7 separate regions of the Mus musculus genome follow, and regions 1, 2, 3, 5, 6 and 7 are each linked to region 4. The links are chromatin contacts, called in public HiChIP or PLAC-seq and promoter capture Hi-C maps. All regions are on one chromosome and are shown on one strand. Each heading gives the region's core, a stretch centred on a gene start, on an enhancer-like site or on the middle of the called end of the contact. The rest is flanking DNA. Distances are from core to core; before and after follow the strand shown. Region 1 overlaps Tbc1d1 (TBC1 domain family, member 1). Region 2 has its middle 33 kb from the start of Gm43837. Region 3 overlaps Tbc1d1 (TBC1 domain family, member 1). Region 4 holds the start of Klf3 (Kruppel-like factor 3 (basic)). Region 5 has its middle 13 kb from the start of Gm43837. Region 6 has its middle 13 kb from the start of Gm31363. Region 7 holds the start of Wdr19 (WD repeat domain 19).

Region 1 (2,943 bases), core at 321-2,820, 460 kb after region 4:
CTGAACACGGACACATTCTCTCATTTATACTATCAAACAAGGAGAATTCATGGTTACTTAGTGCCAATGGACTGACAGAGAAGCCACGCCCTGCAGTGACTTTTGCACACCTATCAGGGTCATTCCCTCTCCCTTCTGCATGGACTATTTATAGTGCTGGTCTTGTGTCCTTACCTGCATTCACCCACTTAAGATGGGGGCGGGGTGTACAGGAGAACTATGCCGCTTAATAAACCTTCGCATCCGAATCAGACTTATAAATAAGCATCAACTGTTCTGATTTAGTTCGTTAGATAGATTTCTAAGTTACTTCCTTCCTTCAGTATCTCTCCAAGGACCTGGCCTGTTTCCCCCCCAGGCAACAAAAGCTTAAGACTCTCTCATCATTATTCAAAGCACAATTGTTGGCAGTCAGCATCTGGGGCCAAGCTGGTCTCCTGCAAAGCTTAGTGTAGAAAGAGCCTCTCAGAAAGCTCCTGGACTGTCTGACCGTGGCAAGGACACTGTCTGCTCTGCAATAAAAGGGCTGATTCTCCTGGGACACCTCTGATCGCAACTACAAAGAGCGCGGGGTGGGAAAGGTCCTGCGGTCCTGGGAAAGCCCGGGCTGCTGGTGCCTTTGGTGAGTTAATGAGCGACTACACAGAGGCTCGGGAAGCCGCTCGGCAAATATGCTCTACCTGCAACTGCTCCAGGAGGTCAAGGTTCTGTTTGCGCAAGCTGCTGTTGGTTTTCTCCAATTTCTCCATTCTTTGGTTGTCACTGAGAGGCGAGGACTCAATAAGCTCCTCCTGGAGCACGTGGTACTCGACCTCATAGGCCTGGAGCTGCTTGGCGATGTCCATCTCAAACACCTGTTGGGTAGAGAAGCCACCAGGCTGAGTCACTGAGACAGGCCTCCCACGGGCACAGGTACCTGTGCTCACGCGCACGCGTGGAAGCACACGGAGAGGAGAAAACTCAGCTCTGACAAGGTCAATGGTTTTACACGGTGAGGACAACAAACACCTAGAGGTAATTGCAAAGGAAAAGAATAAATATAGGTTCTAACACGCTTCTACAAGGCCAAAAAGATTTAAAAAACAAAAAAACTTTTCAAGGCCTAGAGAGACAGCTCAGCAGTTAAAAGCACTGGCTGCCCTTCTCGAAGATTCAGGTATAATTCTCAGCACCCACTGGTGGCTCCTAGCTGTAACTCCAGTTCCCAGGGGAGCTGACACCCTCTTCTGGCCTTCATAGGCACCAGGCACTCAGGGGCACAGACAAGACTTTCAAAACTGTAGTTCTTAGCGGCTTTCCCTGCAAATGCTATGAAATACGCTGACTATAGGTTAAATGTGACAAAGGACTCATGTTCTGTTTGCAAGGTCACCACATTTAGTTACAATTCAGCTGGGTTTTTAAGAATTGTAAGAATGACAAAGTAATGGGACTGTTTATAGAAAAAGTCCTCTTGACCCAGATCTGCAGAAATGAGCCAATCCCAACTGTCACTCACACATGGATGAGCAGAGCCGGCTCTCTTCCTTTAACAGCAACAGTGACAACAGAGCCACACTTGTGAAACAAGCCCAAAGTGCAGACGCCACCCAGGGGGCAGTGTCTGCACTTTCTCCTGAGGAGGAAGAGCGACAGGGCTGGAGTGGGCCCAGTGTGAGTCAGCAGACTGCTGCTCACTGCAATGCCCTCTCTCCAATAAGGTAAGCCTGCAGGCTGAAGTCACCCAGCAGAGGCCTATAACAGGTACTTTCCTGATACTGCTGTGACAAAATGGTCAATGAAAGTAACAAAGAACAAAGGGTTTATTTTGGCCCAGTTCATGAGGTGGAGAGCCTGGGCGTCTGGAGCCTGAGGTGGCAGGAGACAGAGGAGTCTGGAGCCTGAGGTGTCTGGAGCCTGATGTGGCAGGAGCCTGAGGTGGCAGGAGACAGGGGTGTCTGGAGCCTGAGGTGGCAGGAGGCTAAGGTGTCTGGAGCCTGAGGTGGCAGGAGACAGGGGTGTCTGGAGTCTGAGGTGACAGGAGACAGGAGTGTCTGGAGGCTGAGGTGTCTGGAGCCTGAGGTATCTGGAGCCTGAGGTGGCAGAAGCCTGAGATGGCTGGGTACAATACACGCACAGCCAGGAAGCCTAGAGCCAAGTGTAGCAGCTCAGTTCACTGTCTCCTTTCTCCTCCCGGGAGCTGTCTCTCCTGGGATGGCACTGTCCGAATTTAGGGTAAGTTTTCTCACTTTAATTAGCCTAATCTGGAAACTGTCTTAGACCAGTCCTAAGGTGATTCTATCTTGGCAAGCTGACAGTCGAAAGCAACCATCACAACTCTCAAGGTGGTCTGGCAGTCTAGAACACTCTTCTGAGAATGGAGTTGCGGCTTCTGAAGGACAGAAGCTGTACTCTACTGCATTTCCTAACTAATGCAGCCAACACCCTTCCTAGCTGTGGGACGCCAGCTTTCCCCTAGGGTCCCCTACAGGGTTCCCTTCCCTATGAGCACTGAAGCTGTCCTACAAAGCCCTGCCACATTCCTGCCATTCCCAGTTGTCTTAAAAAAAAAAATTCAGCTTCCTAGTTTTCAGGTTAACTCCATGATTAATACTAAGTAGATTCAAAAGTTAGTCTATGCAAATACTAAGTCCCGTGCTGTCACGTCTACCTGATTTCTTTTTGTTCCTGAGAGGCTCAGTGGGCACCATTAGCATTTCCCATCCCTGGTGACAGCTCAGGCTGGGAGTCAGCTTTGCCCCTGAGGATCTGAGGGACTCAGTCTCTCTGGGCCTCAGTTCCTGGCCTCCCACACAGGGCGTAACACCTACCTCCCCGCACTGAGCTGGGGGTGAAGGGATACAGTTCACAGAGGTTCCGGTGCATGCCTGGAAAGCCTCCATCTTAGCTGGACCTTCTGGAACTGAACCTCGTATCTCAGCAGAACTGCAATGGATATGCACT
Region 2 (2,800 bases), core at 91-2,590, 390 kb after region 4:
TGAAAGAGGATGGAGAGATAGAAACCAGTTATTGTAGGCCTTGAATAGAAACATAGGACCTTTGTCTCTTGTTTGCATCCCTTCTGTGGGGTGGATGTCTTTGCTCCCATCAGACACCACCATGATTGACCTCATTGTCAACCAGTCATGACTGAAATCTCCCCAACTGTATACCCAAACAAGCCTTTCTCTCTACGAGTTACTCTCTGCAATCAGGAGCAACAAGCATGGCTTATCACTCCAGTCTCACCTTTGCAGTTCCTGTGGGCCTGGGCTTCCCAGAGTCCTCCACATTTCCATCCCTAGGATGTGTCTGCAGAGCACACCAGGCTAGAATCAGCTGACATTCACCCCTCTTCTGGGTGTGGAGGAAGGAGGCTAGGAAGGAGAGAACTGGTTAACATCTTACCTCTGGTATGTACTGCTGTAGCCTCTCTGCTGCAAATCCCAGCTCCTCGGTGGGTCGCGGTTTCCTCAACAGCCAAGGAAATCTCAGTCTATAGAATAGATTTTAGAGCTAGGTAGCTGATGTTCTACAGAGACGGGGCAAAAGTGATGGTTAATCTTCATTATCATCTTGACAGGACTTAGGGCAGCAAGGAGACACACCTCTAGGTGAGAAAAAAAAGAGCTAATTTCATCTCAGAGATCCCAGCCCCATCCAGGGAGGTCGGGGCGAGGAGCTCAGCGCAGGAGCTTGAAGCAGAGTCCATGGAGTGACGCTGCTTTCTAGCTTGTTCTCTGGTTTGCTCACAGGCTCATGCTTAGCTAGTTTTCTTCTGCAGTCCAGGACCTCTTACCTCGGGAAGATAATTTGGCCCCATCTATAGCAAGCAATTAGCAACTGAAATAAAGTCCACCGGCCAGGCTGATTTTGCAACTCTTCAACTAGGTTGTGTCAAGCTGGTGACAAAACTAACCAGCAAACCAATATACTGACTATAAACTCCTCCAAAAACATCCGGCCTCTGCTTAACTCTGTTTACTCCATTGTGGAGGGAATATTTGCTGTGTGTAGCCAATGCTTCTAAAATTCCAAGATGCTCCTCCTATAGGGACCATTATTTAGACACTCTGGATTCTGTTATTGCTTTGTAAACCACTTCAGTCTTGTTTTGTTCATTTGCTTGTTTTTGATGAGACCCCCTACAGCCTCTTTGGTATGGCACATCCTATAACCCCAAGAACGTGCCTGGTTGGTATGTTTCCTGGAACTTTCTACAGCTGTCAATCTTGTTCACATCCTCAGACTTCCTGAAACAGTTACCATCGAGTCAAAAATAAATACCCTCACAACATGTGCTAAGCCAGCACCCAGTAAGAGGAAGCGAAGGAGAAAGAAACCTTTACAGAGTCTAACTAGCCCTCAGCTGTGCTGGAATTCAGCCAGCCAAACACAACCTCTGCACCATCTACAGCCTTCGTCCCTCCAGCACAGGCCCACTTCAGGAAAGAGTCCAAAGGCTTCCTCCTACCCTTCCGGGCATGCTGCTTTCTGGGCGTGGCAGTTATGGGTTTCTGCACTGATTGTTTTGTGCTTGGACAGCCTATGCTTTTACAAATAGACCCTAACGGCTCTGAAGTCAGTCCTGCTCGGGATCTTCAGAACAGGCTACTATATTGTTTTCATTTCCTGTGCTTTTAACTTCCTTGTCATAATATTATCCTATACTCGTGGACGCCGCTCGTCCATGGGCCCGAGGGAGAGACTGTCACGTGACAGCAGCCGAAAATGTTACATCCAAATTAAGTCATGACCATGCTGAGGGGTTCTACAGACGCTATTTAAAAATTTGGGGGAACGGGGCTGGCGAGATGGTGCAGCAGTTAAGAGCACCAGCTTTCTTCCCAAGGATCTAGGTTTGAGTCTCAGCATCTACATGGTAACCCACACCATCTCTAACTCCAGTTTTGGGGGACCCAACACTCTTGTCTGGCCTCTGTGGGAACGCACATGTAGGCAAAGCACTCACTCACATAAAACAATGATTTGTAAGAATGTTCAGGAAAGAAGATATAAATGTCATATGAACACAAGGCATGGCTTTAGGCATGCCATATGGCTTCCATATAGTGAACTCCAAGTTAAGAATGGCTTAGAAGGAGCCATTGTGTCCAGAAAGCAACCAGGAGGCAGGGGTGTAGCACCCAGGGATGAAGAAGGTGTACGCAGCACGCTGAGCCTCCTCCACTTAGGCCTCCTAAATCAGCAACTCAGAGAATATATGGCCACAGGCCAGACCCCCATCAGATTCCTTCCCTCTCACAATGCTAAGCTGTCCACACCGGTGTTCCACACAATGACCAGACAACCCTAGTCCCAGTTACTGCCACTGACCCTACAGCCTGCCTGTGACACTCAGGACTTCCAACACCCACAGCAAGTAAACTCGATAGCCCATCTTTACCTACAAACACTCTGAGTATGAGGTTGGGAAGGGAAATAAGCACTGGAAATAGCTAATGCTGATTATAAAGCACGAGGTGTTGAAAGACATTCTTATATCCAAAATGTTAGAAAAAACTAAAACAAAAACAAACAAAAAAAAACCCACTATACAATATTATAAATGTATTGGCCCTGAAACATTAACATTTTAGCTGTTCGATTCTTTGCAGTGCTAGGTCCCTCCCATTGTTAGTGATTTCAATGGCTAGGATACAACTAATATTTTGACTGTGTTTTACATTTTATGCTGTGCATGAGATTAAAGCCTCAGAGATCCCCAACTGATCCAAGAGGAATTCTGGAGTCTCCACCCTGATTGCCCTCTTCTTTCAGGAAGAATTCTTTCTCCTG
Region 3 (3,020 bases), core at 194-2,693, 480 kb after region 4:
GTAGGACTTTGGCAGCCCATGTTATCCACGCCTACAGAGCAGAGGGGAGAAAGGCTATAGTCATCAGAAGGTCAGAGCAGTCCATTGAGCTGGAGACAGAGAAAGCCCCATGGCACCTGCTGAGCCTGGCAGCAGCTTTCTCCTGGCTGGCTGCAGTCTATACTAAGGGAAAGGCAGAGGGCAAGATGTAAGAAAGCAGGAAACAGAGCCAGCGGGACAAGCAGTGAGGCTAAGGAGCTCTGCACAGAGCTGCCAAAGTACTTCCTCCAGTCCTTGGGCCACACAGTCCACAACAGGCTGGGTAAAGATGAAGCCAGGCCACAGCTGAAATCACATTTTGTAAACTAGAGAATATGACCAAACGATAAAGTCTACTGTTTTTATTCTTTGAAGGAACAAGTCTTACAAAAAGCTGTTACAAAAAGTAAAAGGCCAGTCTCATAAACCAAGAGACAGAAAGCAAACCACTGAAAAGCCAAAGTCCTTCTCCCCTGTGGTGTTCTTCCTCCAGCCGCTTACTGTAGGAAAGCTACACTGAAAGGCATGGACTGTGCCATCACTCTACACCACACACCTCTACTGGGCCCAGACCGCCACAGTACAGACGGAATATACACAACAGACAAGATACACAGTGTGGACTAAACAAAAGATGGTGACACATGTCATGGCCAGAGCTGGAGGCCTACCATGCTAGGCCTTATTTGATGTCGACTCACAGAAGAACAGGAGTCCTGCAGAAGGCTGCCAGACTTCACCACTGGGTCTAGGTCAGCAACCAGGATGTCTGGTTCACATAGGGACAAAATGATGCTGGCAGGATCCCTGGATAAACCCTAGGACCCTGGTGGAGGTAAGTCGCGACACAGATTGCTGCAAATAGAGGCTCTTCAGGCCCCTGGGAGGATGCTGGAGGTCATCCAAAGTGGAGGCCAGGCCAGCACTGGGCCAGAGGTGAGAAAAAAGGAGGGCCAACAGAGTGGGGGCTGTGTGCAGCTGGCCTTGGAAGCAGAAGGGAGAGGGTGGGGCTGAACAGGGGCAGAGAGGATGTGAATCAGGCGCTGTTTTCTAGGGGAAAGGCCAGTGAGCTGGGGCTCAGACAAACAGTGCTTCCTAGGGAGAGGGCTGGCTGGGGAGGGAGGGGGCAGGGGCAGGGGAGTGTGGCCAATCTGGACTTCATTCTCTTTCTGCAGAAAAGGGATGACATTCAAGCAGTCAGAGGCAGAGGGCTGACCTGTCCAGGAAGAGTAAGGGGAATGCAGACAAGAAGCCAAAGGAAGAAAATGCAAAACAGGGAGCAAAATTTCTTGTGTTTCCTCTCCTCCTGTGCCATGGGGGAGTGGAGAAGGCAGGAGAGAGACCTGCCACTCCTTTCCACACCCCTACCCCCAGGTCAGTTTTCAGTTCACCTCACAGAACAGGAACACGATGCCACTGTTCTGTTACCACACTAACAAATTCAGCTGCTGATAATGTACAAATATCCTCCACAGGGTCACCAGGCCAGATGGGCTTTGGCTGGAGATCGATTGGCCATGCCAGTCAGCCTCCCCCTTCACCTGCCCAGTACTGGCATCTCTTAGCACCATGGAGCCTGTAGGGCTTGGAAGTCTTAGGCTGTCAGAATGATGGTGGATAGGTCCCTGCACCTCTGCGCTGATGGCCATGCCACTTGACTGCTCAGTGCCTCGCCATCAACATGGCAAAGATACATTGAGTACCTACTATGTGTCGGGCACTGTCCTTGGAGTTGAGAGTACACTCTAATACAGCCCAAGTGCAGCCCATGGAGGGCACCATCCTGCTGAGCAGAGGTAGGGGCTAGGAGGGGATGAACACAGTTCTCATGCAAATTAGTTATGAGATCATGAACAAGTTATGTAACCTCTCTGCACTTGTCTATGTGTACTGTTGTGAAAATGAAAAGAAATGGATTGAGTAAATTTCATACAACATTCAACTCAAGGTAAAGTTAAGTGTTAGCATTAAACAATAACAGCAATAATAATAATAATAATAATAATAATCACTGCAGTAGTTGAGTACCAGGGAGAAAGAGTGTGGGTTAGGAAGGGTGGGCTTGGCCTGTGGGCGGAGAAGCTACAGTCAGGACAGTTCTGAGGATGACATTCAAAGCCAGCCCTGCAGAGTAGTCTGAGGGACTTTTCCAAGCATGAAGATACTGTGTGTGGCTCTGACTCCGGCCTGACCCAGCTCACCGTCTCCACTGCGGCTGTAACACGGGGAAAGACCCACAGAATGGGCAGTGCAGTGCACTGAGCAGAGACAGGCGCATGTCCTGGGGAGGGGGGACGACATCCTCAGCATCCAGAACTGGCCTTCGGGAAGGCCACGGAGCTAGCTCCCCCCAGCAGAGACAGGCCTTGGGAGCAAGTAGGAAGGCAGGGCTCCATCGCTGCTCAGCCACCAACAGTCAGAGGGTCTCTTGTTCCACATAATTACATTCTAAGTCAGCGAGGTCTTTTCCATGGAAACTGCAAATCCAATACACTGCTTCCTTTCTGCGTTTTAAAAGCTATTCCAGAACCAAGGCACTGCCCACTTTCCAAGACGAAACTGCCAACACACAGTTTTCTACAATTATTCTGACAAGTTCTGTTTGTACACCACAGCCCAGAGACTGCTTCTAAAAGCAAACCAAGCTTGTGTGTTTCTCCTGTAGCCAATCCAAGCCGATGTGTCTCCCAGGTTGCTCCTTCAGTGTACTGTAAAGCATCCCTTGGAAAATATGAATTACTGAGCTGAACCAGAGTTCTGTGTCAATGAACAGACTTAATGACCACTCAAGGCCTCCTCACACCTACAACATGCCAAGCAGAACAAGCCAGCCGCCAGGCACGAAGGGAGCCCGCGTATGCTCTCAGAGGGCACCTGTGATCACTAAATGACCTGGATAGTCTCTCTACACTCCTCAAGGGTGGGGCATTCCCTCTTGGCTCTGGGGCGGGGTGGACTCACCGAGGTCGATGAGAATGGCGTGCTGCTGCGAGGTCAGCTTC
Region 4 (2,981 bases), core at 178-2,677:
TTCTCATTTATCTTAACTGGCCCACGTTCACTCAATTTTGCTTAGTGACAAGATATCAAATCCAAATGAATTCAGAATACCAATTCATACTTCCCCCCCAACACCACTCTTGAGAATAAAGTATCTCCAACAATATTAGAGGAAAAAAAATATAAGTTCTTAGAACCAAATCTCATGACTCCGTGTAAAATAAAATCTCAATGACTCTGTGTAAAGTGTTTATTTTGAAGAATACAAGGTAAACATTATCCAGTGTCCATTTAACCTGAATTATTCAAAGGCTCATTCATATTCAATTAGTATTATTGTAAAATACTACTATTGTAAGTACTGCAGTAAAAATTTACAGAAGTGTTTCTGTTATCCGCCAAAGACATGGATATGACAATTCCAACTCTTATTTGCCACCTCCAAGCTATCCAAAGGTTCTGGTCCACACCACTGTCCTGTGGTCCCTACAGGGCTCCGGTTCCCTAACACCGAAGGCGCTCTGCACTGCTAGCCACGCTGCAATCCTTTGCTTCAGGCACTGCGGCAGGTTCTCTCCAAGTCCCCAAAGGCAGTCTCTCCAAACCTCGGTGGTTCTTTTCCTCCCCCCTGCCTTCCCCCACAAGCCAAATGACCCAGCAGTTAGCGCGCTCCGGGTACGGAAAAGGGGATGCTTCTTCAGTCCCAATCGCCCCCAAGTTTCTCGCCAGGGGCGCTGGAGGCTGGGCTCCAAGTTTGCTGGGCGGCAGCTGGGGGGCGCGGGCGGGGGGCGGGAGCCCCGAGTCCAGGCGGGAGGGGGAGGAGCAGGCGCGCGGCCTCGCCGCTACCTGGCTCCTTCCAACGCGGCCGCTCGCGGGGTGCGCCGGGGGCTCCGATGGGAACCGAGCGCGGGGGACCCGGGACCACACAGGTGAGCCCCGCCCGCGGGCTCCCAATCCACCGAGTTCCCCTATCCCACGATCCCGCCCGCCATCCCCTCCCCCTCGCTCCTCCACCCCAGCTCCGAAGCACTTTCCCAAGCCCGAAGGAGCCCTCGCTGCACCCCGAACCCGTTCTCCGCGTCCTGCTTTCTCCGAAGGGAAAAAAAAAAGGAGAGAAAGAGAGAGAAGCAAGCAGATGCGGCGCAAAGCGGGGCGCAGGACGGCAAGGTGAGGGCGCGGGGACTTACTCTGCCAAGCGCGGTGCCGAGCGCAGCGGCCAAGAAACCCAGGCCCGGCTCCCCGGCGCCCGGAACCCCGCGGGCCGGCAGGTCAAGCGCTTCGGGCCGGACGGCGTCCGGGATAGGGACCGCGACCGCACGGACGCGCGGGTGGGGTTGGCTCGGGTGGCGCTCGCACTGCGCTCCGGCCGCGGCTCCGCGCGGCTCGGCTCCCCGCTCCCCTCTGGCTCCTTGGCACCAACTCTGGGCAGTCACATGACGCCGGCGCCGCTCGCTCTGCGAGCCTCCCCGGGGCTGGCGGGGTAAGTAGAGGCTGGGAGCCGGGGTGGGAGGGTCAGGGAGGGGCAGCGGGAGCCGCCACAGCCGCCCGGGCTGGGAGGGGTCCCCACCCACTTGGGTGGAGGCAGCCGCCGGAGGGGTCGGCGAGTCACTGGCAAACACGCACCCCGCCCTGCCCTTCCCCGCCCCCGCCTCCCGCGCCGCCCCCGCCCGCGCCCCGCCCAGTCACCCGGGGCCAGCCTGACAGACACTCATTATTCCCCGGAGCCGGGCGCCGCCCCGCCGGCTCGACCTGTCCCGGGAGGCGCGGCGCGGCCTCGGGGCTGGGCGTGAGCGGCCCCCGCCCGGCTCTCCACCCTGGGCCTCCACCCCGCCTGAGCGCTCCGCCCGGCGCCCTGAGCCCGCGGCCCCGCCCTAGCTGTCCTGGCCTCCTCGCTGCGGCCCGAGCCCCGGGGGGAAGGAAGGGCGGCGTTGGCCCGCTCCGGGCGTCACACGCTCTACGGCCCCTAGCGCCGCTTCCAAAACACACAGCCCGGGTTCGCAGGCGAGCCGAGGAGTGGGGGAGCGAGGCCGTCAATCACTCGCTCCCGCGGGAAGGGCCGCCCCTCCCGGGCAGAGGGCGGTGGAGCGGGTGTTGCGGCCCAGGATGCCCTGTCCCTACGTCGGGGAGCGCGGTGCTCCAGGAGCGATCGCTGCCTTGTGCACAGGGGTCGCGCTGCAGCCTGCGCGCTGGCGCTGTTCGGAGACTTCGGGTCGCCCCTGTTCTTTCGCCTACCCTGCAGGGGCCGCTTCCAGCCTGGAGGGACTTTTCTTGGAAAGGTGGAGACCCCCGGAGGAGTGCGACTCCCCAAGGGCCCGATGCTCTGGAGCGAAAAGGCGTTCGCTGGTCAGCCTTGCTGCCAGAAAATTTAGCAAACTTCGGGCAGATCCTCCCACCTGGGGCGAGAGCTCTGGCTGGCCTGGGGCTCAGCCCCGGGACCTTTCCTTTCACACTTTAAGAGCCTCAAGGCACTTTTTCCGTGGAAACCAGGCCAGCGCGAGGACAACTTCGCTGAGCTTGGTGCTAGGCTAGAGTCGGAGGCTTTTGAGTTTCCTTTTAAAACAGTATTAATGTAATAAGGAACGCAATAAAAAGAACAAAGGACAAATTGGTTCAATTGTTTTAGTTCTGTGTAATGTTTTAAAACAACCCGGCTTCAGTCTATGGCTTGTTATTACTTCAAGATGTTTTAAAGGCCCTGTAAGTTCACCATTCTCACTTCACTTTGATGCTTCAGCCAGGCATGGTACTACTTAAAACGTAGTGATACATAGATTCCCCACTCCTTGTTGTAACTACAAGGTACAATTAAACTAGAACCCAGTAACCTCCAACACTGAAATTGTCTGTCCTGAGGAGACCCAGAACCCACTAGTTCACATTCCAGTATAATGTCCTGTTTAAAATGTAAGTGGTGAGGGTCTTGGGTGGTTTATTTCCAAATAAAATAGTCAAAGAAAAAGTTGGGTTTTTGTTTGTGTGTGTGATTTGTAAATTGCTGCTCCTAGGTGACCA
Region 5 (2,819 bases), core at 235-2,734, 440 kb after region 4:
CCATGTTCTCTCAAGCCCTCCAGGGCCTTCCCCAGTCGTCCACTCCTCAGTCATCCATTCGGTCGCTGTTGGGCAGCCTGCCCTTCCTTTACAATTATTCTTCAGAGTTCTGGAGTGCACATCAGGAAGCTGACTGACAGTCACTGCTCTCACCCCACCCAGGATCGTGCGGATGTAGAGTTACCTCAAGCAGGATGATCCTGGCCTTGTATTCAGGATACACCAGAACAGGAGTGCTGTGGCTTGAGTGTTCTCCCTGAAAGTCATGCCAAAACTTAATTCCCGTTGTGTGGTGTTACGAGAGCAGAAACCTAATACGACAGCCTTTGGAGGGTGGGACATTTGGAAGCTAAGGTTAAATGAGATCAAGTGATGGAGCCCTCATCCAGTAGAACTGTGGCATTATGGCACAGGACAGACCTGAGCACACATGTTTACATTCAGTCCTTTTCACTAGGAGCAGGGCTCTCACTCTGTACTGACTCACCACAGAGACTCACCAGATGCCAGTGCTCCCCACATCCCTACTCCACTCCTACTCTTCACAGAAGCTCCAAGCAGATTCATAGTACCTTAGGGTGAGGATTATAGATTATTTCCTTGCTACTTTCAGCTTCAGAGCCTCAGCCAGCCTTGCCCTGGTACCTTCCAATACACAGGTGCACGTGAGCGTTAATATAGGACCAGAGAAAGGACCGGTGATCTCACAGCAAAGCTTTAACAATGGCTGCGGCTTCTGTAATAGACGATCCTTTTTTCTTTTGTCTGCTGAGAGATCTACTTTCTTTGCATTTTTTATTGCTGTGGGTCTCACTTGCCTTGTAAGGTTTTAACGTTATGCAACAACAGATAATTGCGTCACGTGGTGCTTTCATTTAAAAATAATCACTTCAAATATCAACAAGCACTGGTAACTGGGAGGCCTCCAATCTCTTCTGCTCGTCCTGTAAGTCGCAAACCCTTGCCTGCTCTCTGGCTCTGTGCGACTCATTGCCCTAATAGGAAGCCAGGAAAAATGGTCATCAGTGAATCCTACTATGTGCCAGGTGCAACTGCTGGCCCACCCTCCCCACAACTTTGGCAGGCACTCTCATTCCCACCAGGGTTATGACACCACAGTGGGTTCCAATGGATACCAACCACATCACACACATGATCAACATCAAATGAGTTGTCAGTGACACAAGGTCTGCTTGAAGCCAAGCATTCCAGAACTTTCCAGGACACTGGTGAAGGCATTAGTTTAAGACTTCCTCAGACACCAGTAACAGGGCTCCTCTCTCTCTGGGAAGCATCTTTTTCTTTTCTTTTCCTTCTTTCTCTCTCTCTCTTTCTCTCTCTCTCTCTCTCTTTCTTTCTTCCTTTCTTTCTTTCTTTTTTTTATTCCAAACTCCTGCATCCCGGAAGCAGCAGAGAGCTGGTTCTCAATTGCCACCACCCCACCACAGCTACCACCACCACCAGTTCAGGAGCTTGCCAAGAGTCAGCCAAGCATAGACAGCTTGTATTCAGAGTTGCTGTGGGTCTGCCCCACCCACCCCACCCAACCTCCTGCAAAAGCTTAAATCTCAGGCATGGAAAAAAAATCAGACAGGCCATCTTAGGCTAGGGGGAGGAAAAAAAAAAAAAAAAAACTCCCAACCAACAGCTGCTGCCTAATTGGCTTTCTAAATAGTTAGAGGCTGCCAAGTGCAGAAATGAATTAAATAAGCCTTTTCCCCCCTCCAGGGTGGAGCAGCAGGCTCCGGGGCTCCACCCAAGTCACACCCTAGTTGCGGCTATTTATAATATCTAAAAGCCAGATGGAACCTGCCAAGGGGAACAGAGATCGTGACAAAAAGCATAGATCCAAAGCCCAGCCCTCTCCTGGAGTAGACACAGATCTGGAGGGGCCCCTAGGGACTGTGGGGGTTGCAAAGAATGGTAGAGGGATTGAGCCTTTCGCAGAGTCAGGTTTCTCAGCTGCAGGTACCGATTGGGAGTAGGGTGATGCGGGCTGTACCTGCTGGATCCAGAGGAGCTAGGTGATTCCGACAGTATTTGTTCCCTGGGCAGCTTGAGCCCAGTTAGAAGGAACAGCAGCCAGATGTGGATTTGGCAGGTGAAACAGCTGGACTGCTCCTCCCCTCAGCCAAACAGAACCTGGAGCAATATGGTCCATGGTAGTCCAGAGTGCTTCCAGGGAGCTGGGGACAAATCCTGATTTCTTGTCTGTGAGATGTGCTTGTCAGTAAACCCTTGGAGGGTTTACATCCTTATTTATGAGACACGGGCTGTAATCAAACCAGCCAGATGGGATTTTTGAGAACGTTAAACATGCCCTAAGTGCTCAGGATAGTTTTGCAGCAGAGGCCACAGCTGTTACTATAGGATTTGATGTCTGGACTCAAAAATGCCTCTGTGTTGGCCACTGTGTGCTGGTCTCTGGTGGGTTGAGTCCCCGTGTCCCTGCTGGGCTGAAGCATCTTAAAGACAGATTGAATGTTGGCTGTCTCCTTCCTGCCGATGAACAAAGGCTGGTTTGAGCTAGCAAATCATCAGAAATAGGCACCTGATACAATCCCGTTCACATCTGACTTCCCAGCCCAGCTGTTCTGGTCTTGAGTTAGGATCACTGCTCCCCCAAGCTCTAGCCCCATCATGAGAGCACAGCCCTGACCTGTACTGTCCAGTTTTCCTGACCGCCTGTTAAGGTACATCTTCTATGTCTCCCTAGGGTTTGTGAGTTGATTGAAGGCCCTGTACCCTTGAAACCAGTGTCCTGAGTGGGAGACATCATGGTAGGCACAGAGTGGATCACAGGTGTCATGGGTGAATTC
Region 6 (3,037 bases), core at 128-2,627, 360 kb after region 4:
GAGCTTATTATGTTTTGCAAGAGAGATGAGAAAAGACTGGGGATTAGAACAGGTGACTCTCATGCTACAAAGGATTGTGCGGCCACTGTAGAGATTTAGGGAGTGTTAATAAGGGCGGGGGGGTGGGGTGGGGACAACCAGGCATAGGGGTATTATTGCCTGTAATACCAGCACTTGGTAGTCGAAGGCAAGAGGATTAGAGGTTCAAAGCCAGCCTTTGCTCCAGGCTGGCCTGAACTACATGAGACCTTTTTGTTTGTTTGTTTTAAAAGAGAGAATGGAGAGGAAAGAAATGACAGGAAGAGAAAAGGAAGGAAGCAAAGAGGAAGGAAAGACAGACAAAAATTGGCATCATTTCTAAATCATGTTTGATCATCTTTAATGATTTCATGGTGATCTTACACATCCACTTTGGTGTGTGTTCGTGTGTGTGTGTGTGTGTGTGTGTGCGCATGTATGCCTCTATGCATGCATGTTCATGCATGTGTGCATGCATGTAACTAGAATGAGATGGTAGACTTGCATATCTCAAAACACATTTAACATGTTATTAAAATTCTTTATAACATTTAGTTTTTAACAGTCAGCACTTTTGTTTTGTTTTTTAACTACTTTTTTGCACTCAGTTTGCGGGCCACTTGTATCTTGGAGCCATTACAACAGATTTTACAAGGAGTATCTTTTCTTCTCTCTTTTTAATTTTTTTACTTTTATTTTTGAGACAGCATTTCTCTGTGTAGCCCTGGCTGTCCTAGAACTTCCTCTGTAGAGCAGGCTGGCCTTGAACTCAGAGATCCATCTATCTCAGCCTCCCAAGTACTGAGATCAAAGGGGTGTGTCACAAAGGCCTGGCTAAGGAGATGTCTTTTCAGGCATAGCTTAGAGGCTCGTCCTGTAGCTTACAGTCTTTGAAGTCAAATTGCAAGTCAATGAGAGTGGTAAAAATGTGGAAGAAACCGAAGTGATGGCTCACTTCTGTCATCCCAGCATTTGGGAGCTTGAGACAGGAAAATCATGGGGGTTCCAAGCCAGCCGGAGCTATACAGCAAGACTCTGTTCAACGAATAAACAGAAAGGGAAATGTCTATTTTAGTTTTGTTCCAGGAAGTTATCCATCTACTTTGAGTTTTCTGAGTGACCTTCATTAGGACATCCTACATTATGTAGATTGAATTCTGTGTCCTTCTTTCTCAGGCCTGAGTCATTAACCCCAAGGTCGCCAGGCAAACAGGTGCACTCTTTGAATGAATCACCCAGCACAGATTTTTTTTTTTTTCTTCTATCAAAATCCCCAGCAAGCTTGGCGCTTCTCGTGCCCAGTTCCCCTCTGTCTTACCCATGGATGCTTACAGCTTGCCCTTCCTGTTTTCTGCCTCCTGAAAGATGTGTGTGCTTTGAATCACACTGCCCCACGCTGCCAGCTCTCATCTGTTAGATCCTGTCCTTAAGTCCAGGGGCATTTTCCACTGACAAGTCTTTCATTAGTTTCTCTCTCCAAGGGGTTGTAACACCTTGTCATCTGATCATCCTGGCCAATCTCCCGCAAGACGATCGTATCATACAGATCATTAATAAGGATGAAGTGTGTGCACCCTGAGTGAGTGAGCTCCCAGCCCCGCCCGGCACTCCACCCTGCGTCAGTTTCAGCCCTACGCATCCTGACACTTCTGTGCTTTCTAATTTCAGTTCACGTGACCAATAGTGACTTCACGAGCTGTACTCTGCAGTCAGAATCTCCTGCAGGGCCTGCATCCCTGTCACACCCCTGATCCCCCTTCCCCACCCATAGATGCCCTGGATGACTTGCTACAACTGGACTCCACCGGGTTTAGGAACCTTGTTGGGTAAGCACAACAGGAAACCTTGAGATAGGAAGTGAGTCAGGGAGAGCTCTCTTAGGGTCCTCTATAAATGTTGTTACAGGATGGCCATTGCTTCTTTACAAGGCAGCCCCTCCCCCAAGCCCCCAAATCCACTCCATCCTTCTCAGCCCCGGGGATGGTAAGAGCCCTATTGGATATCACTCAGACTTTCTTCCACCCTCTGGTGGCTTTACTACACCCTGGTCATTCTTATAAGACATCCTTTAAACCCTCCTGAACTGAGCCAGCGTGAACATGCCATCAGCTCCTCACTAAAATTCTGATGGATACACTACAGCATCTGACCAGCCCCAGGCTAATGCCACTGCAGGGCTGGGCTGGCCACCACACCTGCCACCTCTGCTCCCAGACATTCAACACTGCTGCCAAAACCCTGTGGGCACCCAGCCTCCCTTCCTCTCAGATCCACAAATGCTCGGCGATTTTGGAGTTCTTACATTTGTTAATATAAAAGGGCTTTGAAATTCTCCTGGCAAGAGCAGACTTTTAGTGTTCCAGTATTTTCCATGTATTCACTTAACAAATATTTGTTGAACTCCTCCCATGTGCCAGACACCGAGCTAGACGGCAAGCACACATCTGTGGGCAAAGCAGACTCCCATAAGGTTGTGGGAAGGAAGCCGCAGAAAGTGCTGGCATGTCACGATGGCCTCCTGCAACACAGGGCCTGAGGAATGTGTCCCCAATGGAGGATGTGCCAGTTCCTACTGGGGTCTTATCTTCAACAGGTCATGATGTCCCAAAAGATCTTCTGTACAAGAATATACAAAAGCAATTCTCCCTCCAAAAGTTTCCTTTAGCAAGTGTGTGGCAGGGGGACCAGCTTCCATTTCATCAGCTTCAGGAACTAAGGGGCCCATTAGCTATGGCAGGGCTGAAAGGGTTTTGATACTTCATCTTGCCTGCCCTCTTCCTGTCATCTTTCTGTGCCTGTCATCTGCTCTCACCTGATCCGCCCTACCTGTTAGACAAGATGTGTGTGTCCCAAGATGCCTACGGCAGCCTCTGCTTCCCTCTCCGCCTTCTGGCTCGGTCTCCCTCCCACCCAGTTCTAGATGCTGAGCCTTGGACTCAACTATGTCCAAGGGTATTCCCACTGCACCTACAACAGGCCATCCTTCCCACCCTTCTGGGTCTTTGACTCCTCCTGATGA
Region 7 (3,011 bases), core at 502-3,001, 400 kb before region 4:
CTACTTAAACCTACTTCTTTGTCACATATTTACATTGCATATTTGCTGGGCAATATGTCACTTGGGAAAACTTTACATTGATTCAACCTACTGAGGTCCTCATATCTGCATTAGTTGTAACTCTATATGTCAGATTTCAAAGACTATTAGAAACACAAATGATAGCATGGATAATTTGTTTGTTTTCAGATAAGGTCTCTTTATATAGCCCTGGCTGCCCTGAAACTCACTATATAGATAGGACTAAGCTCAAACTCACAGAGATCCACCTGCCTCTAGCCCCAGAGTGCTGGGATTAAAGGCGTGGGCTGATTCATTGCTACCAATGAATGCTGGCTTTATTGGTATTTTTTCTGTTAGATGCTGATACAAATTTTGGAGATACTCGGCAAAACAAACTGTATTATCACAATGTTATTTGTTTTTTTTAAACAATTTTATTGTTGTTATAAGTTAAAAATTTGAAATTTCATTGACTTATATTATTCTTATATCAGACTGCTACATTCTAGAATACTCAGGAACATGACCCTAGATGAAAAATATTAGTTTTAAATACTGTAGATTAATCAAGCACACCCTTATCTAGGTAGATGCAGCTTAGATACTGTAGCTGAAGACTTGAATCTGAGTGACAACACAACTCCTCCAATGCTATCTGAATAAATGCCCATCTCCCGAAAGCCTGTGTCCTGGAATCGCAACTTAAGATAGAGGTGCGCTATGATGCCAAGCACACACAGGTTTTTTCCAGCACGTACACTCACTCAACGTATTCTAGACCATCTTACTTCTGCGAGTTTGGGAATACATCGTCCTTAAACCTGATTCTATTCCTTTCATGGCAGATCTGTCTTGGGCTGTAATCTTACAGGTTAGTTTTCTTCCACAGAGTTATATCGGTTCTAGGTACAACTCAGATAAAAGTTACAGCTTTCCTAGAACAGCAAAAAGGTTTGCTTGTTGCAGGTCACGGTTAACTTAACTGTAAAGAGAATAGTATTTACTCCTTTCCGACACACCAGAAAGTGAATCATGCAAAGTTATCTGCCAATTCCAATGGACACACAAGAGCTACAGTGAAGCTTTAGGAAAGCTGAAACCATTTTAAACTCGGTGTTTCCATTTCTTTGTCAGAGCAGTGCGGGGGTAAGTACCTCTGAGGTAAATCACAGGAGTGCAGCGGCTGCCCCTGTGGAATTCACAACAAACCCAATCAGAAAACCTGCGTGCAGTGGAGGACGCACACAGGTGTGCAGATTTCTCCATCATGTGTTCTAGCGACCAGGGCTCTGCATACCGGACAGGTCACAGGCCAAGTAATTCTTGATGACTGTTTTAGAGACTTTTGATTCTCCCTAGGGCTCTGGGCCAGTGGCTTGGTTTGCCCAGGATTAAGCTACAAGAAATCGGTAGCGATACCGGTAGTTCGGGCGTACTCAGATCAGGCTTCTACCAGATTCCAGAGGGCACAGGCCTCCCTCAGCCCGCTCTCCAGAGCTTCCTTTCCCTGCATCCTTACAAGCCCATCATCCCCTCCCGCCCGCTCCCGGAGCTCATTCCTCTATCCTCAGCACTTCCGCGGAGGGACAGGGACACAAACTCCTCAGAGTCGCGCTCCGAGAGTTTAGGAAATACAGAGGCTGCCACATCTTCTCAATCCGCTGGCACTTGTAAGTTATTTACCTTCATTTCAAAGGCTCCAGCGACACCCCCGTTCTTGTAAGTGCGCAGGCGCAACAGAACACCCCCGCCCCGCTACCGCGTTCTCGTCACCCAGGAGACCGTGCAAACAGCGACCAATCAGCGAGCGTGGGGCGGAGCTGCCCCCGGAGCCCTCCTTTGAGAGAGATGGGCAGGGTGGGTAGAGTCACGTGATGGAGGTGGAGCTAAGCTCCGGGAAGTTGAATGCTACGAGGGCTGGTCAACTTCCTGCCTGAGCTCTGATTGGGTGAGGCTGCGAGGCAGGCGGGCCCTATGGACAGAAAGGGTCTTGAGCTATGTGAGCAGAAACCACTGGCCTAGGAGCGGTTGTAAAGGAATTCCGGGGGGAAAAAAGCTGGACCCAGAGGTTGGCAAGTAGGAGGCAGGAATTGGCTCATGAGCCAGACGGCTTCTACAAGATCCACTTGTAAAAAAGGCTTGGAGAAACTAATGTATCATTCCTCATTTTTTTTTCTTGCAGGGTTTTTATTTTTGATTTTGCCCTAACGGAGGTGAGGTATGAGGAGTCGTTTTCTTTCAGGACCATTAAGACAATTTTAGCTAGTGTGATCGGGGAGGAATAGTTGAAAAAAATAAAGAAAAGAACTCGCCTGTAGTATTTGAGCCTGGTAAACAAGAAGTTTAGCGGAAGCTAAGCATTAAAAGTTGGCTGGAGGGAGGGAGTGGGATTCTGCACAGTAGCTAAGGTTGGCTAGCTGGGCATCATCACCTCGGGTTCCTAGAATAGAGTTGGGTAATTTTTCACAGCGACTCTCGTCCATGAGATAAAATTGTAGTCAAACCTAAAATGGCCTCAGCAAGAATACAAGATGGAGAAACTTCTGCATTGTCTTGCTCTGTCACAATAGTAACAGGCTAATCAAAAACAAACAAAAAAAAAACAAAAAACCTACATGGTTGCATCAGTAGCTATAATAACAAAGCATTTGACAAAACTGAACATAAAACAAACCCTCAAAATTCTCAAAAAACAAAACCCAACAAGAAAAAGCAAGACAACAAAACCCTGTACCATAGAAATTGTAAACAGTATCTCCAAATAGCCTAAGGCTGATGTACTTAATGCTAAGAATCTTGAAAGTAGTCCCATTAGGAACAAGGCAGGGATGTCCCCTCTTGTGACTCTTTCTCAATTCTGGTGGAAGTCCTAGTTAATGCAATAAGGAGAGAAAAAGAAGCATACTGATTGAGGAAGGAGGTGGGAAAACTGCAGATGACATGACTGAGAGTGTACAGAATCAGTAGAAGAGAGGGAGGGATGTGGGGTAGAGGTAGAGCTAATTATA

The links. Promoter capture Hi-C pulls out the DNA fragments that hold promoters and counts their contacts. HiChIP or PLAC-seq counts read pairs in DNA pulled down with a chosen protein or histone mark.
Region 1: a promoter capture Hi-C map of liver shows a contact between it and region 4, with 11 times the contacts expected there. The contact joins the enhancer-like site here to the promoter of Klf3 in region 4. A contact is called at or near these places in 13 of 39 promoter capture datasets (3T3-L1-derived adipocytes, the C10 cell line, the HPC-7 cell line and 8 more), 2 of 15 datasets of contacts at CTCF or cohesin (the NIH/3T3 cell line and large pre-B cells), 14 of 484 Hi-C or Micro-C datasets (LSK cells, Sertoli cells, bone marrow-derived macrophages and 7 more), 34 of 115 datasets of contacts at active chromatin or transcription factors (acute myeloid leukemia, astrocytes, bone marrow-derived macrophages and 23 more) and 2 of 9 other capture datasets (embryonic stem cells and liver).
Region 2: a contact with region 4 is called in an H3K27ac HiChIP or PLAC-seq map of embryonic stem cells, with 7 read pairs. The contact joins the enhancer-like site here to the promoter of Klf3 in region 4. A contact is called at or near these places in 19 of 39 promoter capture datasets (3T3-L1-derived adipocytes, the C10 cell line, the HPC-7 cell line and 13 more), 2 of 15 datasets of contacts at CTCF or cohesin (the NIH/3T3 cell line and embryonic stem cells), 14 of 484 Hi-C or Micro-C datasets (bone marrow-derived macrophages, embryonic fibroblasts, embryonic stem cells and 6 more), 27 of 115 datasets of contacts at active chromatin or transcription factors (the 230-238 cell line, the HL-1 cell line, T-cell acute lymphoblastic leukemia and 20 more) and 2 of 9 other capture datasets (adipose tissue and liver).
Region 3: an H3K4me3 HiChIP or PLAC-seq map of fetal liver shows a contact between it and region 4, with 4 times the contacts expected there. The contact joins the enhancer-like site here to the promoter of Klf3 in region 4. A contact is called at or near these places in 12 of 39 promoter capture datasets (3T3-L1-derived adipocytes, the C10 cell line, the HPC-7 cell line and 8 more), 1 of 15 datasets of contacts at CTCF or cohesin (large pre-B cells), 3 of 484 Hi-C or Micro-C datasets (LSK cells, bone marrow-derived macrophages and myocytes), 33 of 115 datasets of contacts at active chromatin or transcription factors (T-cell acute lymphoblastic leukemia, astrocytes, bone marrow-derived macrophages and 24 more) and 2 of 9 other capture datasets (adipose tissue and embryonic stem cells).
Region 5: a promoter capture Hi-C map of hippocampal neurons shows a contact between it and region 4, with 9 times the contacts expected there. The contact joins the enhancer-like site here to the promoter of Klf3 in region 4. A contact is called at or near these places in 24 of 39 promoter capture datasets (the 3T3-L1 cell line, 3T3-L1-derived adipocytes, the C10 cell line and 15 more), 1 of 15 datasets of contacts at CTCF or cohesin (the NIH/3T3 cell line), 46 of 484 Hi-C or Micro-C datasets (the C2C12 cell line, CD4 T cells, CD8 T cells and 21 more), 38 of 115 datasets of contacts at active chromatin or transcription factors (CD8 T cells, SST interneurons, astrocytes and 28 more) and 5 of 9 other capture datasets (adipose tissue, bone marrow-derived macrophages, embryonic tail and 2 more).
Region 6: a contact with region 4 is called in a promoter capture Hi-C map of fetal liver, with 9 times the contacts expected there. The contact joins the enhancer-like site here to the promoter of Klf3 in region 4. A contact is called at or near these places in 14 of 39 promoter capture datasets (the 3T3-L1 cell line, the C10 cell line, the HPC-7 cell line and 9 more), 4 of 15 datasets of contacts at CTCF or cohesin (the NIH/3T3 cell line, embryonic stem cells, large pre-B cells and 1 more), 21 of 484 Hi-C or Micro-C datasets (bone marrow-derived macrophages, cerebral cortex, embryonic stem cells and 8 more), 38 of 115 datasets of contacts at active chromatin or transcription factors (the NIH/3T3 cell line, acute myeloid leukemia, bone marrow-derived macrophages and 23 more) and 3 of 9 other capture datasets (adipose tissue, embryonic stem cells and liver).
Region 7: an H3K27ac HiChIP or PLAC-seq map of microglia shows a contact between it and region 4, with 7 times the contacts expected there. The contact joins the promoter of Wdr19 here to the promoter of Klf3 in region 4. A contact is called at or near these places in 1 of 39 promoter capture datasets (pre-B cells), 3 of 484 Hi-C or Micro-C datasets (embryonic stem cells and muscle stem cells) and 4 of 115 datasets of contacts at active chromatin or transcription factors (heart atrium, memory CD8 T cells, microglia and 1 more).

The regions. Positions count from the first base shown.
Region 1 is chr5:64,343,163-64,346,105 of GRCm38.p6, reverse strand. Tbc1d1 (TBC1 domain family, member 1) reads right to left here. Exons shown (of 22, transcript NM_001310611.1): 21 at 681-854. Among named protein-coding and RNA genes, the nearest start is that of Gm43837, 33 kb to the left of the region's middle. Within about 2 kb of position 1,570, at least 168 of the 459 cell types and tissues checked have an H3K27ac peak or open chromatin away from gene starts, as enhancers often do. A contact at or near this core is called in 3T3-L1-derived adipocytes, acute myeloid leukemia, astrocytes and 13 more, where this site is marked.
Region 2 is chr5:64,409,426-64,412,225 of GRCm38.p6, reverse strand. No RefSeq gene overlaps it. Among named protein-coding and RNA genes, the nearest start is that of Gm43837, 33 kb to the right of the region's middle. Within about 2 kb of position 1,340, at least 66 of the 459 cell types and tissues checked have an H3K27ac peak or open chromatin away from gene starts, as enhancers often do. A contact at or near this core is called in adipose tissue, bone marrow-derived macrophages, embryonic stem cells and 3 more, where this site is marked.
Region 3 is chr5:64,324,569-64,327,588 of GRCm38.p6, reverse strand. It overlaps Tbc1d1 (TBC1 domain family, member 1), which reads right to left. Exons shown (of 22, transcript NM_001310611.1): 17 at 2,980-3,020. Among named protein-coding and RNA genes, the nearest start is that of Gm43837, 52 kb to the left of the region's middle. Within about 2 kb of position 1,443, at least 129 of the 459 cell types and tissues checked have an H3K27ac peak or open chromatin away from gene starts, as enhancers often do. A contact at or near this core is called in 3T3-L1-derived adipocytes, adipose tissue, astrocytes and 10 more, where this site is marked.
Region 4 is chr5:64,801,967-64,804,947 of GRCm38.p6, reverse strand. Klf3 (Kruppel-like factor 3 (basic)) reads right to left here and starts at 1,427. Exons shown (of 6, transcript NM_008453.6): 1 at 1,157-1,427. It overlaps Gm38457, which reads left to right. Exons shown (of 2, transcript XM_006504241.4): 1 at 1-898; 2 at 989-2,578. The coding sequence starts at 659. The coding sequence ends at 1,453.
Region 5 is chr5:64,363,621-64,366,439 of GRCm38.p6, reverse strand. No RefSeq gene overlaps it. Among named protein-coding and RNA genes, the nearest start is that of Gm43837, 13 kb to the left of the region's middle. Within about 2 kb of position 1,484, at least 96 of the 459 cell types and tissues checked have an H3K27ac peak or open chromatin away from gene starts, as enhancers often do. A contact at or near this core is called in the C2C12 cell line, the G1E-ER4 cell line, the NIH/3T3 cell line and 19 more, where this site is marked.
Region 6 is chr5:64,437,196-64,440,232 of GRCm38.p6, reverse strand. No RefSeq gene overlaps it. Among named protein-coding and RNA genes, the nearest start is that of Gm31363, 13 kb to the left of the region's middle. Within about 2 kb of position 1,377, at least 52 of the 459 cell types and tissues checked have an H3K27ac peak or open chromatin away from gene starts, as enhancers often do. A contact at or near this core is called in adipose tissue, bone marrow-derived macrophages, embryonic fibroblasts and 6 more, where this site is marked.
Region 7 is chr5:65,198,436-65,201,446 of GRCm38.p6, reverse strand. Wdr19 (WD repeat domain 19) reads right to left here and starts at 1,751. Exons shown (of 37, transcript NM_153391.2): 1 at 1,687-1,751. The coding sequence starts at 1,692.